2 separate regions of the Macaca mulatta genome follow, and region 1 is linked to region 2. The links are chromatin contacts, called in public Hi-C maps. All regions are on one chromosome and are shown on one strand. The core of a region is the stretch at or near the end of the contact, and the rest is flanking DNA. Distances in the headings are between cores, read along the strand shown. Region 1 holds the start of CYB5R1 (cytochrome b5 reductase 1). Region 2 holds the start of KLHL12 (kelch like family member 12).

What was found. Hi-C and Micro-C count contacts between places; a contact is called where the count stands out from the background.
Region 1: a contact with region 2 is called in a Hi-C map of liver, with 2.5 times the contacts expected there. The contact joins the promoter of CYB5R1 here to the promoter of KLHL12 in region 2. A contact is called at or near these places in 2 of 14 Hi-C or Micro-C datasets (blood and liver).

Annotation. Positions count from the first base shown.
Region 1 is chr1:60,634,892-60,640,079 of T2T-MMU8v2.0, reverse strand. CYB5R1 (cytochrome b5 reductase 1) reads left to right here and starts at 2,315. Exons shown (of 9, transcript NM_001257476.2): 1 at 2,315-2,385; 2 at 2,678-2,827; 3 at 2,976-3,048; 4 at 3,583-3,689; 5 at 4,064-4,193; 6 at 4,877-4,960. The coding sequence starts at 2,371.
Region 2 is chr1:60,591,225-60,596,863 of T2T-MMU8v2.0, reverse strand. It overlaps KLHL12 (kelch like family member 12), which reads left to right and starts at 2,977. Exons shown (of 12, transcript NM_001266339.1): 1 at 2,977-3,081; 2 at 4,976-5,215. The coding sequence starts at 5,021.

The DNA of each region.
Region 1 (5,188 bases), core at 1,066-3,565, 44 kb before region 2:
CCTCAAGTCAGTGTGCAGGCTGCTTCAAAAATTCAGAGGAACGTGTACTGGGGTCTTAGGAACATTTTCAGCCAGTGCAGAGGAAAAGGAAAACTAAGTATCTCTTGAATCATTCAGAGTTCACCAAATACAACTGAAAACTGGGGGCTCCAATGTCCCTGCTACCCCGGTGGTATTAGTTTAAGATGTTGACATTGAGGCCGGGCGCGGTGGCTCAAGCCTGTAATCCCAGCACTTTGGGAGGCTGAGACGGGCGGATCACGAGGTCAGGAGTTCGAGACCATCCTGGCTAACACGGTGAAACCCCGTCTCTACTAAAAAATACAAAAAACTAGCCGGGCGAGGTGGCGGGCGCCTGTAGTCCCGGCTACTCGGGAGGCTGAGGCAGGAGAATGGCGTAAAAACCCGGGAGGCAGAGCTTGCAGTGAGCTGAGATCCGGCCACTGCACTCCAGCCTGGGCGACACAGCGAGACTCCGTCTCAAAAAAAAAAAAAAAAAAAAAAAGATGTTGACATTGACATCTGCAGAGATCTCATCCATCACTGTACATCAACAAGCAAATGTCATTCTAGTTGAGAAACTCATGTGTGAGAAAGAATGGTCATCTTAGGAAATCTGTAGCTCCAGCGGCTCCTGATGTCTTTTCCTGCCGCCTCCTGTCCCATGCTTGTGCCTCAGACAGAGCTCATTCCTAAAACCCTAGCTGACCCTCTGTGCTGTCTTTTTTTGTTTGTTTGTTTGTTTTTTGAGATGGAGTCTGGCTCTGTCGCCCAGGCTGGAGTGCAGTGGCCGGATCTCAGCTCACTGCAAGCTCCGCCTCCCGGGTTTACGCCATTCTCCTGCCTCAGCTTCCCGAGTAGCTGGGACTACAGGCGCCCGCCACCTCGCCCGGCTAGTTTTTTTTTTTTTGTATTTTTTAGTAGAGACGGGGTTTCCCGTGTTCGCCAGGATGGTCTCGATCTCCTGACCTCGTGATCCGCCCGTCTCGGCCTCCCAAAGTGCTGAGATTACAGGCTTGAGCCACCGCGCCCGGCCTGTCTTTTAAGTTATAATAGTAACTGCCATCTGTTGAATATTTTGCTTTATGACAGGCACTACATTAAGCACGTTAGCATATGTCAATTGAAGCCTCACGCTAAGGCTATGAACTAGATACTATCTGTCTGTAGATAATATATATCCATCTGTAGATGAAGAAACTAAGGTTGAGTAAGCTATCTAAGGTCACAGAGCCAATAAGTGCTAGAGGCAAGATTCTTATTCTGTACACTCTGCCTCAAAAGTCAATTTCTTTGACCCTAAGGGCACAAGAACCCAAATCAGGATATGAAGCTTGGACTTTGAAGCCAAAGGAAGCTCCTGAATAATTCTGATAGGCTGACAGCTTGGCGCTGTAAACAAAATCAGTCTTTTGTCAAAAGGTACCAGGAAATGAAGTTGCCATGCCACTGTTCACTCCTGTAAGAGACTCCTCCGGGCTGTTCCATTCTCTTGCTGCAATTCAGCCGGTTGAAAAACTAAGGTGGCTACACAGCGATTAACTTCAGGCCCTTCTGCTCTACTTTGAGCCTGTCTCCGGTTCATCGTTAACACTCTCCGCTCAGCACCCGCAGACTCAAGAGATTTCCAATCCCCCAATTTAGCGTGGTTCTACCTTAGGCAGAACTCCCATCCTGTTCGGATATAAGCGGGTCGAAGTGGCAGGGACCACTTCTCTGGGAAGAGAGACTGGAGCTGCGGTCTTAAAAGATCTTGGGCCGAGTGCGGTGGCTCACGCCTGTAATCCCAACACGTTGGGAGGCCGAAGCGGGTAGATTATTTGAGGCCTGGAGCTCGAGACCAACCTGACCAACACGGTGAAGCTCGGTTTGTACTAAAAATAAAAAAAATAAAAAAATAAAAAAATTAGCCGGGCGTGGAGGCGCATGCCAGTAGTTCCAGATACTCGGGAGGCTGAGGCAGGAGAAACACTTGAACCTGGGAGGCGGAGGTTGCAGTAACCGAGATCGCGCCACTGCACTCCAGCCTGGGCGACAGAGAGAAAAAAATAAAAAGTTAAAAAATCTTGAATAAGCACCGGAGACCCTGAGCTACCGAGTAGCGGAATTCCCTTTCCGGGTGGGGCACAGAGAGGACCAGCCCCGCCTCTGCCGGGCCCCGCCCCCAACAGGCCCAGCCGCCGGCGCCTCCTGCTAGGCCCCGCCCCGGACAGACACCCCCCGCCAGGCCCCGCCTCCTGCCCCCCCGGCGCCGCGAGGTCCGGCCTCCTGCCCGGCCCAGCCTCAGGCCTGCCCGGCCCTCCGACCCGCCCCGCGGCGCACTGTGGGATCTGTCTGCTTGCCGGGTGGTGGAGGAAAAGGTGCTCCGTCATGGGGATCCAGCCGGTAAGACCCTCGTTCAGTATCCTCCACTGGGGGACCCCTCCCCATCTGGTTCTGGCCACTCAGCTCCGAACCAGGAGCTGTCGCTGTCGACCCCGCCCCGCAGGGCTCTGGGCCCACAGTGGATGCTGGGGTCCCGGTCCCGCACATCCGGGCTCGGGACCCTGTCAGGTTACTCCTCTGCCCTTGGCATGCCTCCGCGCTGGAGCTCGAGATCGCCACCCCTGGGACGGTCAGCACCCAAGCCCCGGGCTCTTTCCCAGCCTGGCGGTTACGCTGCCTCCTCTACCCACAGAGCCCAGTCCTGCTGGCCTCCCTGGGGGTGGGGCTGGTCACTCTGCTCGGCCTGGCTGTGGGCTCCTACTTGGTTCGGAGGTCCCGCCGGCCTCAGGTCACTCTCCTGGACCCCAATGAAAAGTACCTGCTACGACTGCTGGACAAGACGGTAAGTTGGGGAAGAAAGGGGCAGGGTGGAGGAGGGGACCAGAGTGCTTCTGGCATGGAGGGTACAGCACCCACGGTGGTTGGGATGTCCAAGGGACGTGGCAGCGCCAGGCGCGCTTGGTGAAACACTTGTGTCCTCCACCCTCCAGACTGTGAGCCACAACACCAAGAGGTTCCGCTTTGCCCTGCCCACCGCCCACCACACTCTGGGGCTGCCTGTGGGTAAGGAAAGTGTGGAATGGGTTCCTTTCCCTGGTATCCTCAGAAGGTGACTCCCCTCCTGGGGTCTCATGAAACAGGCTGCTTCAACCGGTTTACTCCACACACCATTCCCCTTCCCCCACTTGGCTCTGCATCCTCCAAGCTGTGAGGTGCCACTGGGCCCCTCTAGGGTGTGGCTTCCGTGGCCCCCAACCAGCTTTAACACTTAACAGTCTTGCCTCTTCCCTGCAGGATTTGCTAATTACTCCATCTGAGCAAGCACTACTAACTTTTTCCCATTGCCCAGACCCTTTTGACTCATCTGTCAAGGTCCTGGCAGTAACTGGCAGGAAACGCTGGAAATAAGCATTTCCTCAACTGGGGGCTTATGAGAGATCCAACTGAGGGTTCAACGGGGTGAATCTTCCCTGCCTGGTAACTCCTTGGAACCACAGCAGGAAGCAAGACATCTTGTTCTCTCAAATCTCTTTGAGTATTTTGAGGGATGCAGCACATCACAGACAGCCCTTATGTAGTTCTCTGCACGGTCCCCAGGCAAACATATCTACCTCTCCACCCGAATTGATGGCAGCCTGGTCATCAGACCATACACTCCTGTCACCAGTGATGAGGATCAAGGCTACGTGGATCTTGTCATCAAGGTAAGGGGCTAGGGAGGGACCCTGGGGCTGCTTACCCATTCTTTCTGGGATTTGTAGAAATTTCTAAGATGTGCCTGATAGCCGGAAATGGTATATACTTTGTGGATATGAAAAAAGTATGAGCTACTCGGGATACTGAGGCAGGAGACTCGCTTGAACCCAGGAGGCGGTTTCAGCGAGCCGAGATTGCGCCACTGCACTCCAGCCTGGGCAACAAGAGCGAAACTCTGACTCAAAAAAAAAAAGAAAGTATGTAGATGGGGAAAAGATAGCACATATCTGATCCCTGCCCCAGCCTCAGGGAGGTTTAGTCAACATGGGGCTCAGAAACCATTGACATTCCAAATAAGGTATTTTTCTCTCTGTCTTGTAAGGTCTACCTGAAGGGTGTGCACCCCAAATTTCCTGAGGGAGGGAAGATGTCTCAGTACCTAGATAGCCTGAAGATTGGGGATGTGGTGGAGTTTCGGGGGCCAAGCGGGTTGCTCACTTACACTGGAAAAGGTAATGACCTGTTTTCTCCTTGAACCTGTCTCCCACTTTATCAGTTCCCATAATAGTCCTCTTGGCACAGTATGGCTGTGTGTACACATGTGTGTGCATGTGTGTAAGGGCCGGGGCCGCCCTTCCTTCTAAACATAGCACTGATACGACAGAAAGGCATGTTTCTCAGCCCCATTTGCCACAGGAAGCAGTTCCTCCTCCACTTGAATTCCCTAGCCATGGCAGCTGTGGAGATTACTAAAGCAAACATGTGCCCCTCTTCCCCTCCTTCAAAAATTTGCCCCCCGGGGTGAGCTGTGGAGAGAGCCAGAGATAGCTTTCAGCCCTTCCCATGGGAACAGCTGGGTGCATTAGCAAGTCCCTGGAGCTGCTGTGTGTCACTTCGGAAAATAGATTCACACCTGGCTTCGTGCCTGTCTCCTTCACCAGGGAGTGACACTTTGCCAGAAGCAGTTGATAATGCTGTGTGGCCCTGAACTGACTCACAGATAGCCCTGGCCCCATTGTCCCTCAAGTATATTATTGTCAGGGCTGGCTCAAGTCAAACTTCCACCCAAGCTCCAGGATCAGATGTCATAGCAGCTGCTCAACTGGCCTCGGGCATATTTTCAACTCTGCATTTGTTTTCTAAGTTCGCTGTCTTGACTTTATTCTTCCACTGCTCTCTTCACTTGACTTCTCAGGGCATTTTAACATTCAGCCCAACAAGAAATCTCCACCAGAACCCCGAGTGGCGAAGAAACTGGGGATGATTGCCGGCGGGACAGGTGCATTACACTGAGGGCCTTTCTCTCCCACTATTGTTGCCTGTTGCCATGCAAATTCCTAGGTGACTCTCTGAAGACTGGTAATCATAGCCAAGCTGTTCATCAGGGGATTTCCAGCAATGCTTAGAGCTCCCTAGCATATGAAAAACAAAATCATAACCAGGTAGAAACCAAAAAAATTTTAACTGATGGAATTAGAGAAACAAATTAAATGAGTTTTCCTCATAT
Region 2 (5,639 bases), core at 1,728-4,227:
TTATTTTATTTAATTAATTACTTTATTTGAGATGGAGTCTTGCCCTGTTGCCCAGGCTGGAGTGCAGTGGGGTGACCTCAACTCACTGCAACCTCTGCTCCCCAGGTTCAAGCGATTATCTGGCCTCGGCCTACCGAGTAGCTGGGATTTCAGGCTCAGGCCACCATGACCGGCTAATTTATTTTTAGTAGGGCCGGGCGCGGTGGCTCAAGCCTGTAATCCCAGCACTTTGGGAGGCCGAGACGGGTGGATCACGAGGTCAGGAGATCGAGACCATCCTGGCTAACACCGTGAAACCCCGTCTCTACTAAAAATACAAAAAAACTAGCCGGGCGAGGTGGCGGGCGCCTGTAGTCCCAGCTACTCCGGAGGCTGAGGCAGGAGAATGGCAGAAACCCGGGAGGCGGAGCTTGCAGTGAGCTGAGATCCGGCCACTGTACTCCAGCCCGGGCTACAGAGCAAGACTCCGTCTCAAAAAAAAAAAAAAATTATTTTTAGTAGAGACGGGGTTTTGCCATGTTGCCCAGACTGGTCTGGTACTCCTGACATCAGGTGATCCGCCTGCCTCGGCCTCCCAAGGTGTTAGGATTACAGGCAGGAGCCACTGTGCCCAGCCTATTTTTACTTTTCAAAAAAATTGAACATATAAATATATTTTGAGGCGTGGTCTTGCTATGTTGCCCAGGCTGGTCATGAACTTCGGGGCTCAAGCAATCTTTCCGCTTCAGTCTCCAAAGCAGATAGGACAACAGGTGCACACCACCGCACCAGGCTCTTAACATTATTTTTAATTCACATGATGCAAAATTCAAAAGGCAAACTAAATTATAAAGGGCAAAAATCTCCTTCCCACCCTGTCTCACAACCAGACAGTTCCTTTCCCCAAAGAAACCAATGTTACCAATTTATTTTGTCTTTTCAAATAGTTTACACATACACATGTAAATATGAATATATCTTCCACCTTTTTGCACCAATAATAGAGTATATAAATTGTTCACAGCTTCATGGTATTGGATTTTATGGATGTACTATACTTTATTGAATCAGTCCCCTACTAACGGACATTTAAGGTTGTTGTCAATCTAATCTACAAACAATGCTGCAGTTAGCAATCTTGTACATATATTGTTTTACATGTGCACGAGTATATGTGAAGAAAAATTTTATTAAAATCAACGAATATTTCCAAAATGCCCCCAATAAATTTTATACCAATCTTGCACTCTTCTCTACAATATGTAAGTCAGGGACAGTTTTAGATCAGGAAGGTATGATATGGAAGATGGGGACACAATGTAAATTTAAAATGCTACCCACTTGGCTATGGTTTTAGAATCCTTAAGAATCAAAGGGCCAGGGGGTGTGGCTTCCGTCTGTAATCCCAGCACTTTGGGAGGCCAAGGCGGGCGGATCACAAGGTCAGGAATTCGAGACCACCCCGGCCAAGATGGCCAAACACCGTCTCTACTAAAAATACAAAAATTAGTCTGGCGTGGTGGCGTGCGCCTGTAGTCCCAGCTACTACGGGAGGCTGAGGCAGAAGAATCGCTTGAACCCGGGAGGCGGAGGTTGCAGTGAGCTGAGATCGCGCTAGTGCATTCCAGCCTAGGCTACAGAGCGAGAATCCGTCTCAAAAAAAAAAAAAAAAAAAAAAAATCAAAGGGCTCACAGAGGAAAATAGTATTACCAAACACAATTTGTCTAGACACTGAGATAAGCTGAACTAATTAACCTCTTTGCCTTTTCAGTCACTAAGATAAGTGCACCAAAATCAATTAGAATTTACTGAATCAATTAGAATTTCCTTAGAATCAATTCAGCGGTGATGACAGGGACCATTATGATGCAGAGTATATACTGAGGTCTGTGGGTCGCAGGGCTCAGAGGATTATCGCCGCAGCGTTGTTCGGCACGAAAAGGCCATTGTGGACAATGGACGTGAAAAAATTTGAGGCCTCTGTGGGTTTTCTCGATGTCAAAAAGTTTCTCAGTACCTGGAAGGTAAAACATACTTGCTGCAATCAGATGCTTGGCATATTAAGCGTTGGAATTCTCTCTGTGTGCCCTGCCTCGTGAGCAGTAGGGAGGAACTCAGGCTCAGACAGTCGCTGAGCTGTAGATACATTCCCAGGCTCCCTGCCGGACCCCACAACATCCGGCCTTTTTTGTTTTTTTCTTTTTTTTTTTTTTTTGGAGACGGCGTTTCAGTCGGTCGCCCAGGCTTGAGTGCAGTGGCGCGATCTCGGCTCACTACAACCTCCGCCTCCTGGGTTCTAGCGATTCTCCTGCCTTAGCCTCCTGAGTAGCTGGGATTACAGACGCGTGCGACAACGCCCGGCTAATGTTTTTTGTATTTTTAGTACAGATGGGGTTTCACCATGTTGGCCAGGCTGGTCTCAAATTCCTGACCTCAAGTAATACACCCGCCTTGGCCTCCCAAAGTGCAGGGATTATAGGCGTGAGCCACCACGCCCGGACTTTTTTTTTTTTTTTTTTCAACAGGGTCTCTGCAGTGGCGACTCTGGCTTACTGCAACCTCTGCGCCTAGCTCAAGTGATCCTCCTGCCTCAGCCTCCCGAGTAGCTGGGACTACAGTCGGGGCCACCACGCCGGGCTAATTTTTTTTTTTTTTTTTTTTTTTTAGAAACGGGGTTTTGCCGTGTTCCCCAGGCGGGTGTGGAACTCCGGAGCTCAGGTAATTCGCTCGCCTCGGCCTGCCAAAGTGCCGGGATTACAGGCGTGAGCCACCATGCCCTGCCCACCAGACCTTTTTCTAATTCGGCTTCCTAGCAACGTGCAGAGGCCCGGCACCAGGGTACAGGCAGGTCACGTGACACCACCTCTTCACGTGACGCAGACTCGAGCGGGAGGAGGGCGGTGCTCCAGCTGCATTGCGTCATCACGTCGCGCGGCCGCAGGGACCAGACCTGGACGGCTCCAGAGCCTCCAGAGCCTCCGGGTGGGGGCGGCGGCGGCGGCTCTTCGGCTCTTCCTGAGCCGCCTGCTGGCCCCGCGCCCCACTCCATCCCCACAGGCTGGGGACGGGCCCGGCGCTGCTGTGTGGGCTCGGGAGCGGAGGTGAGTTGCGCGGAAGTGATGGCAGTCAGCCCTTCCCTTCCTGTCCGTCAACTCCGGGTTATGGCCCTACCCCCCATCCTTGGTCTCCCTGTAAGGCGGAATGGGAGACATGCCGGAGAGAGGAGGAAGGCTGGCGGGGGGGCGGGGCATCTGGCCTCAGTCGCCCTCTCAACTCTCCCCTGAATTGCCCCCCTGCGATACCTCCATCTGGCGGCGCCGGTCATATGCCTGGTGGTATCAGAAGGAAGGAGTTCGTTTCCTTCTCTAGAATGTAGTCTTTCCGGAATTTACTACCCCATTCCTGCCCCGAATCTCCCGAAGTGGAATCCCTCTATTCAGATGTTAACGGAAGTTCTAGAAAATAGGTCACTTCAGAAGGGTGAGGGTGAAGGATATGCTGAGACTTGGAGTGTTGAGGCAGGAATCCCCTAGAAGGAAGGCCACTCTGCACTAGGGGTACTGTCATTTTGGCACGGAAACGATAAAACACCCCCCAGGCTGTCTTCACTGTAAATGGACGTTTGTTCCAGACTCTTTTTGCACCCCTAGAGTTGAAACTAAGTTGACTTAAGTCTTTTTGAAAAACATATGCTTTGATGAATCACCCCCTTTTCTGCAAAATGGGTCATGCAGTTGTTGGAGGGATTATCTATAGTGCTTATAGAGTAAAATGCCAACTATAAACAGAAGTAGATGAGAATTTAGGATCTCATTTTTCCTGTTGAAAAATTACTTGTGAGTTGCGAACTTCTGGAGACCACAGTTTTATTTCCTGCCGTCCCCCTACCCCCGCCCCGCCGGATCGTTTCAGAAAGTTTTGGATTCCAATATTGATTCGTTAACCAGTAATGGACATTTACAGATATAGAGTAGGAATACCCTCTTGTTGAGGAGCTTCAATATCTTAAGCAAGTGTAAGTCCATCGGTAACTTGCGTGGTTTCCACTATTCAGTTAGGGTAATAGGTCAATTGAAGTTTCTTTCTTTCTTTTTTTTTTTTTTTTTTTGAGACAGAGTCTCGCCCTATTGCCAGGCTGGAGTGCGGTGGTGTGATCTCATCTCAATTCAACCTCCACCTCCTGGGTTCAAGCGATTCTCGTGCCTCAGCCTCCTTGGTAGCTAGGATTACAGGCGCGCGTCACCACACCTGGCTATTTTTTGTATTTTTAGTGGAGGCTAGGTTTCACCATGTTGGCCAGGCTGGTGTCAAACTCCTGACCTCAACTGATCCACCCATTTCAGCCTCCTAAAGTGCTGGGATTACAGGCGTGAGCTACTGGGCCTGGCCTGAAGTTTCATTTTAAGAAGAAATCCAGATATAGCTGAAAGTCATCAGACATAATTATTTGGCTACTTCTTTAGAAAAAAGTTTATTTTTACTGACTGGCCTTTCTCTCTCTAAGTTGAAGTTGAATACACACTTATTCTTACATTAAATTGTAAACATTCATTGTGCAACTTCTAGGATAGAAAGCATACATATAAAGCAGGATCCTCAGCCTCTAAATACTTATCTACTTAAGGATATTAAATAGTAATGATATAACACCTTTAAGAAATTGTATATTTTCAATTTGTCATTTGAGACAAGAACCTTGTGAAGATTTACAGGACATATATTGTTTATCTCTACTTACGTTTCAGCATTGATCATAATAAATGTCAAGTGGTAGGGACACTCCGTGGTAGAGGAATTCAGAGAAAGAAGAGAGAACTTTTACATGTACTAGATAGTGGCTAGATAGTGGTGGTGATGCCAGGCATAGGAGTGCCCTCAACTTGTGTCTGTTTGGGTCTGAGGGAAGCCTCTTAGGTTCTTAATTTGTAAAACTAATTAAATATGTTCAGTTTCCCTAGTTCTTTGAATATGCTCATTGTTTTTTTTCTCTTGTAGCTTCAGAATCCAAGGACCCATTTTGTTTTTTCTCCGCACTGCTTTATGGGAGGCATTATGGCCCCCAAAGACATAATGACAAATACTCATGCTAAATCCATCCTCAATTCAATGAACTCCCTCAGGAAGAGCAATACCCTCTGTGATGTGACATTGAGAGTAGAGCAGAAGGATTTCCCTGCCCATCGGATTGTGCTGGCTGCCTGTAGTGATTACTTCTGTGCCATGTTCACTAGTGAGGTAAGTGATAAGTTAGCCCCACACAAATGAAACTCCCGTGGTACTCTAGTTGTCTTATTTCACTGAATAAAATAGTAGAACTTTGATATAATTGTGAATTTTTACAGTGTGATGTTTTGGCAGATTCTGGATAAGATCTACCACTTAGATGACTATGCTTTAGTTTCCTCATCTTTAAGTTAGGAATAACAGTAATATGTAATAACTGGTTATTAAGGTTATTGTGAAGATTATTTTATGAAATAACGTACAAAATGCTTAGAGTAGTTTAATATGCAGTAAAACACAAATGTCAGCTATTGGATTTTACTATTTCTTAAATTTGTTTTCCAATTTTTCTCCTTTTTTTGTTTTTAATTTTATTTATTTATGTATTTATTTGTAGAGACAGGGTCTCACTGTGTTGCCCAGGCTGGTCTTGAAC